2 separate regions of the Rattus norvegicus genome follow, and region 1 is linked to region 2. A link is a contact called in public Hi-C data. All regions are on one chromosome and are shown on one strand. The core of a region is the stretch at or near the end of the contact, and the rest is flanking DNA. Distances in the headings are between cores, read along the strand shown. Region 1 overlaps Fan1 (FANCD2 and FANCI associated nuclease 1). Region 2 has its middle 74 kb from the start of Klf13.

The links. A called contact is a pair of places that touch in the nucleus more often than the background predicts.
Region 1: a contact with region 2 is called in a Hi-C map of kidney, with 5 times the contacts expected there. The contact joins two enhancer-like sites. A contact is called at or near these places in 2 of 12 Hi-C or Micro-C datasets (the A7r5 cell line and kidney).

The regions. Positions count from the first base shown.
Region 1 is chr1:127,327,287-127,331,031 of GRCr8, reverse strand. Fan1 (FANCD2 and FANCI associated nuclease 1) reads left to right here. Exons shown (of 13, transcript NM_001191633.1): 13 at 547-1,016. The coding sequence ends at 684. Among named protein-coding and RNA genes, the nearest start is that of Fan1, 27 kb to the left of the region's middle. Within about 2 kb of position 1,556, at least 1 of the 93 cell types and tissues checked has an H3K27ac peak or open chromatin away from gene starts, as enhancers often do. A contact at or near this core is called in kidney, where this site is marked.
Region 2 is chr1:126,872,364-126,875,873 of GRCr8, reverse strand. No RefSeq gene overlaps it. Among named protein-coding and RNA genes, the nearest start is that of Klf13, 74 kb to the left of the region's middle. Within about 2 kb of position 1,758, at least 3 of the 93 cell types and tissues checked have an H3K27ac peak or open chromatin away from gene starts, as enhancers often do. A contact at or near this core is called in kidney, where this site is marked.

The DNA of each region.
Region 1 (3,745 bases), core at 307-2,806, 460 kb before region 2:
TCCTCTGGTAACTCCCCACCTGCAGTCTTTTTAAAACATCCAGAAAAGAAACAGTTTGGCTGTACAGTAAATGAGAAAGTGCACCTCTGAATGAGATTAGCGGAACCCTGAGTCATAAGAAACAATGCATGTGAGAGACAGAGAGACGGGTCTTCAGCAAATGCATATGTGGTCATGGGTGGGAATAAGACTGGAGGGAATGAAGCCTTGGGACAGTCTGGCAGGGACCAGGTCCTTCTTTGCATTGCAATACGAAGTTTATGTTCAGATGCAAACATAACAAATTGGGAGGTTAAAGTAGGGAGCAGCAACCCAGTGTGCACCTTAAAACTGCTTCAGTTGCTAGTACTCGGTTTCCTCAAGAACTGTCTGGTTACCACAGAATAATTTGCCCGGGAATGTCTTAGTTCCATATCTATTTGTTGTAAATGTGCACAGTGCTGTAGACTGACCCATCTCTATAGGCAACAGTTTAAGTGACTATAGCTCATTGGGTCCCTTTCTGTAACAGTAAGATGTTGATGAGTCTGGAAACTTCTCTTGCAGCTGGTGGAAGTTAAAGGCCCCAGTGATCGCCTGTCATGTAAGCAGATGATCTGGCTGGATGAACTACAAAAGCTGGGGGCAGACGTAGAAGTATGCCATGTGGTTGCAGTTGGTGCTAAGAGCAAAGGTCTTGGCTGAAAGATGTCACACTGGGGACATCTGGCCATCTACTGGGACAAGATCTTCAAGTGGATAAAAATGTCACACTGAGGACATCTGGCCATCCACTGGGATAAGACCTTCAGTCGGATAAAAATGTCACACAGGGGACATCTGGCCATCCACTGGGACAAGACTGTCAAGAGGATAAAGCTATTTGCACTGTGTCCACTTTGGCTTGCCCGACACCTGAGATGGGCGGGTGGACTGTTGAAAATGTAGAAGTCTGCATGGGAGCTGTAGGAGCTGACTGCCTCCATGTTGTTAAGCTTTTAAAAAAAAAGCCAGAGGGAAAATGAACATGGTGGACTTTAGTTGACACTTGAGCTTCTCTACTAAATGTACTGGCAGTGCAACCCTTGAACTGGGGTTCTCTCATGGTTATCCAAGAAGGGCAGAGCCCATAGGAAGTTTAATTTCCTTAGGGGGAAAAGTAAGAACAACCAAAACCAAATTCCTTATTTAAAGGGAGGAAGGATCCAGAGTACTTCAGGTGAGATATCACAATCCGTATCCAGCTTCGAGCTTTTGGATTATGTGTGATTAAAAACCTGTGCCAAGATGTTAGGGGAAAAAATGCCCTCCTGAGGTACTCTGACTTGGTCAAAAATGCCCTCCTGAGGTACTCTGACTTGGTCAAAAATGCCCTCCTGAGGTATTCTGACTTGGTCAAAGGTTGGTCTGGAGCCTCACTCTGCTCTCAGCTGACTGTGAGATGGTTTACCTCATAAAAAAAAAAAAAAAGTGAAATATCCCATTCTTGAAAGTGAAGTCCGCTCTGTACTGACCGCGCTTCCTACTGCTCACCTCGCTGAGCCCAGTCCCAGCGCTCACAGCGAGACCTGTGCTCTGCCGCGCATGTGCCAAGGAGCTGCCTATCAGGTTACTTCATGAGGCGACTGGCTCCCGAGTGCCAGGTCTAGAAGTTTAAAAGCCAGGGAGGTAATATGTGACCGTGGCTCCCATGGTCACTAGGAAGCTGTGGGGGAGGACAGGAATGTAGAAACTACAGTACAGTTACTAGAGGATGGAGAAGGGGGAGGCCTTCATTTAGAGAGTGAAAATGTTTCTGCTAGTCAAAGCACATTATGTAGCTGGGAGTGGGGGCTCACACCTGTAATCCCAGCATTTGAGAGGCTGAGGCAGGAGGATTACCTTGAGTTTAAGGTCAGACCAGGCTACAAAGTGAGACTGTCTCAAAAAAAGGAAAAGAAGCTCATTATGAGTGCTCTGGCCACTCTGCACTGTGGAACAAGCAGATGATAAACACACGGGTTGATGTGTTGGGGAGGCACAGGCACTGGTTCCCAGGCCTAGTGAAGCCTAAGACCCACACAGGAGGGAACAGACTCCGAAATTGACCTCTGAACTTCACCTTGTGTGCCACAGTATACACATACTCATCTACACACAATAAATAAAAACGTGTTTAAGACATTAACAACACTCAGTGGGCTTTGTTTAAATTTGTGTGATGTTTGGAGGTGGGCATTGCAATAATTCTATTGGCAGGTATGAAAGAAATAGCCACTCTGACTCCCAAAACTGATCTCGGCGGCAGTGGGGGTGAAACAAATTATTTCAAGTGAGGAAGGATCTGGAGTATTTCAGTTGAAGTGTCAGAAATAGTTTTCAACAGCAAATGTTTGTATGTATGTATATATATATTACACACACACACACTTTTTTTAAGTGATACCGGTTTTTCTGATCGCTTACATTAAAAAATAAAATGCAGCTGTCTCAGATTTTCATCTCCCCTCTGTGCAGAAAGGTCCTAAGAAGGAGGCCCTCACAGGCAGATGAGGAAGAGTCGGAAGCCACCTGGATCCAGTGTCTGCAGAAAGAACTTTAGGAGGGTTCAGGCAGCATGACAAAACCAGCTGTCTGTCCCTGCCTGCTGGCAGCTGGCTTTTGCTTGATTGACAGGGGCAGATTTGGAGTAGGGCTTTAGGTCACCCATGCTGGCCTCGAACTCCTCTACCTTCACTACCAAGTGCTGGGTCTCAGGATTCTGCCACACACCTGGCTAGCTTATCACGCACTCTCCACCATTTGAGTTTCCTCGTCAGTCGTCCAGTGTGCAGATCTGTGTCTCAGTTTTTAATCGTGTCATGTTTTCATGAACCCTTGTTTTTGAGTTCTTCCTATATTTTGGTTCTTAGTCCGCTACTGGATGTGAAGTTGGTAAGGCTCCTTTTCCCTCTCTCTAGGCTGCCGCTTTGGACGGCAGTGTCCTTTGCCGTGCGGAAGCTTCTCAGTTTCATGAGGTCCCATTTGTTATATTTATTGTTTGCTTGCTTATCTTGGTAAACCGATGAATTTTTATTGGGGTTACTAACAGAAGTGTGGGTGATAGAACAAAGATGACTCACAAAAGCAGCCGTACCCCCTGAAAGCCCACCTCCCACCCAGGCGACACTCCTGGGAGCTGGAACCCGACTCTGCACAGCCTGGGGTCAGGCGGCTCTGTACAGAGTCTCCTCTCTGCCAGCAGCCGTTTACCCCATCTTAAAGTACTGCAGACAGGATTTTGAGAAGCTTGTGAGCACTTTCCCAGTCGTGTGGCATTCTGTCCATTTCCTGAGTCCCCTGAACCTCCTAAGGCCCCCAGAAATGATTTGATTCTCATATACTGCTACACCACACTCCATACTGCTCACCCATCTGTCTCTCATCAGCTTCCTTCATTGAAGGTCTAGCGATGAATGGTGACTCACCCAGCCACTTTGCCTATTCAGAGAGCCGAGCTCAACACAAGTTATTATTATTATTAAGGCACCCGTCTATTCATCTTACGATGATACATTCAATATTTTCTCTGGCTTATCATGCACCGATGTTAAATGCACTTACGGTGAAATCTTTAGTATTCTTTTTAGTATGTTTTTGAGGTTATCTCCGTTATGTTTCTAAAATGTCTCTTAACATTTTATTTAACATAATGGGATATTATTACTATGATTTAAAAATAATGCAGTATTATCAGAATAACATGGATAAGCCTGAAGGACATTATGTTAAATGATATATATAAGAA
Region 2 (3,510 bases), core at 509-3,008:
GTGGTGTGTGTGTGTGTGTGCATATATACATGCATTCCTGGGTGTATATGCCTCTCTCTCTCTCTCTCTCTCTCTCTCTCTCTCTCTCTCTCTCTCTCTCTGTGTGTGTGTGTGTGTGTGTGTGTGTGTAAAAGACAGACAGTCCGAGGAGACAGATGGACTTACATATCGAGTGAGAGATCCAAATGCGCTGAGCAGGAGTTTAGAGAGATTGAACAGCCACTGAGATTGGAAGGGCGGTGTCCTGACTCCTACCACTGTTGGGACAAACCTTTCTGAGATTGTAGGCTTGAAACAACTCGGCTGTGTTATGTTGCCTAGCTACAGAGATCAGAAGTCCCAAAATGAGGAGCTAGCAGGACTTCTATAGAAGGTGACTTCTCACCTTTCCCAACATCTAGGAGTCACTTTTGTTCCTTGGCTGGTGGCCTCTTCTCTGACTTCAAGGTGACGTTCAAATCTCCTGTGACCCCTGCTTCATTATCACATCACTTTCTCTTCCATCTACCTCGCTATTGCATCTCTTATCTATGACCACATTGTCTGTATCATGTCTGTCTGTCTGTTTTAGTTTAGGTTTCCTTGTTGTGAAGATACACCATGACCAAGGCAACTCTTATAAAAGAAAACATTTAATTTGGAGTTGTCTTACAGTTTACAGTAGTTTAGTCCATCATCATGGAGGGAAGCATGACAGCCTGCAGATAGACAGGATGATGGAGGAGCCCAGATTTCTCCATCTTAATCTGAAAGCAGCTGAAAGGGGACTGTAGTCCATACTGGGCAGAGTTGAGCATAGAAGACCTCAAAGACTGCCTCACAGTGACACACTTCCTTCAACAAGGCCATACCTACTCCAACAAGGCCACACCTTCTAATAGTGACACTCCCATGGACCAAGCACTCAGACACATGAATCTATGGGGATCATACCTATTCAAACCATCACACTATGTAGTATGTATGTATGTCTACCTACTTCTATCTATCTATCTATCTATCTATCTATCTATCTATCTATCTATCTATCATCTATCCCTCCATACTATCAGTTCTGTTCTTTTAGATAACTCTAACCAATACCAATGGCAAAAAAAGGGTCTTTGAAAAATTGAACCAAGAGCATGGAAGATGGTGACTGTCTATACACAGATATTCCTCATCCTTCTGTCACCCAGCTACCCACTTATTTATTCATTTTTCCCCATTGTTGCTTAACCTACCATGAAGCAATCAGATGAGAGAAAAGCAATGGGAAGTGCCAATAGTCTGTGTGTTCAGGTCACAAGACACTGTACTTGGGAACTTCAGTGCTCTAGAGGAAAACTGGCTCTCTAATAAGGCAGCAGGCAGGTGAGAAATCCAGCTTGCCAAAGCGAATAGACCACCATACTCTACATTTTCTTAGATATCTGAAATTAAACAATAAAACCAACTCCTCTGGAGCCCATGAGGAAGAGCAAAAAGACTTGACAGGTTCTTAGTGGTGTGATAACATCTTCTCCATCTTGCCCCATTCTATAGTACAGAGTGAAAAGCCATAAGCTGGGAGAAGAAACACATAGTGTCTTCTGTATGTGACACTGGTATAAAAGACCTAGCAAAAACCCTGCAGTAGCACTCACCTAAATAAAGGTGTTACAGAGCAGAAACTGTGTTACATTGTGGGGTGAAGACACCAGTGTGTTAAACCTCTCACTTAGCCCAAATCCTGGCCTAGTGAAGAGAACACCTCTATTAATGATCTATCAAAAGGAGAGATGACTCTCAGGGTAAAGGTGCTTGCTACCAAGACTGATGACTGGAGTTTGATCTCCACTTGGTATAAGGAGAGCTCTAACTACTGCAAGATTGTCTTCTAACCTTCATGAGTGCACTGTAGTGCATGTACACACACACACACACACACACACACACACACACACACACACACACACTAATTAATTTAGATATTAATTAAGTAAAATATAAAATATTCCACTTTCCAGAATGAAAATTATTTACTTTATCTGATTTTTGAAGAAAAAAATGCTACTTTTTTTTAACATGTAAAAAGTCACTAACATGTTAAACCTTTAAAGGAAAAGTGGCAATATTCAAGATTAGATGAGTTATTTCAGCAGAGAGGTGGAAACTGCAGAATCAAGTGGAAATATGAGGAATGAAGACCACCATCACCACCACAGAGATGGGGGTGTTCTCAGTGGCCAAGGTGGACTTGAAGACAATCTCACAGAAACACTAGAAGAAAAGCAAGCAATACCACAGTAGTGAAAACAAAAGACCAACAACCCAAGGGTCTGGTAAGAGTACAGCTCACACCTTGGCTGCTCTTCTTATGCTGAGACCAAATACCTGACACAAAGCCACTTAAGGAAGGAAAATTTTATTGTAGTTATGGCTCAGAGGAAGGCACCAGAGAGGAAGCAGCTTGGTCTGTAGTGTCAAGGAGAAAGCTGAGAAAGGGTGATGCTTATGCCTGGCTGGCTTACTTATTTCTCTCCTTTAATTCAATTCAAGACCCAATTCTATGGAATGGTGGTGCCCATATTCAGGGTGAGTCTTTCTTCCTCAGTTAAATCTCTCTGGAAACCTTTCATGAATATGCCCCAAGATATGTCCTCTAGGTTATTCTAAATACTACTACATTTGTAAGGCTAATCATCATAAGTGTACCCCTTGTCACTCTGACACCCAAGGCGATGGCAATAAGAAGGCCATAGTTCTTCCCACTATGACATAGCCATCCCACTCCCAAAGTCCTCAGAATCTTAGACCTCCGATATTGTTTAAAAGTCCAATTTGAAGTCTCTTCTGAGATTCAAGAAGAACTCTTGAACTCTTACCTCTGAGACCCCTATAAAGCCAGAAAAACAGACCCAATCCTACTTGCTGCTAAGGGTTCTGCAGCCACCACGTGTGGCATTGACCCAGATAGGTTATCTGCAGTCTCCTTCCCTTCCCCATCCATTTGGGTTGTCCTACTCCTCAGGATACTTTCCATGAACACGCACCTCCTCTCATCCCACCCCATTTCCAGTTGTCAGTCCAATCCCAGTCAGGTACTCTCCAGTCATCACATATGACCCAGAATTTCAGAGTTCTTCTAGGTGCTTGACTGGGACCCTCCAATGGTCCTATCTGTCCTTCAGACATAGGGCCAGTTCACACTGCCAGGGGAACTTGTGCCAGTCTCTTTGAGCAAACTGCTAAAGGCAGCGGCAGACTGTAGCAGAGCCATAGAAAAGCTGGATAGAGGCTGTGTCCCCAGATACCAGACAGACAGTTATATAATACCTGATCCCAACCCAGCTATAAAGTAGCGCTACCCTGAGCATTATAAACACCCCTGGTTAAAGAAGAAAGGCGAATTGAGCAAGCAAGCAAGAAAGAAACCAACAAACTCTAGATGTGCAAATCTGAACACACAAGAAGAACCAAAACACAATAGTATGTCACCTCCGAATGGTACACACCCCACAGGAGTGACCCCTAATGACAATATGGAAG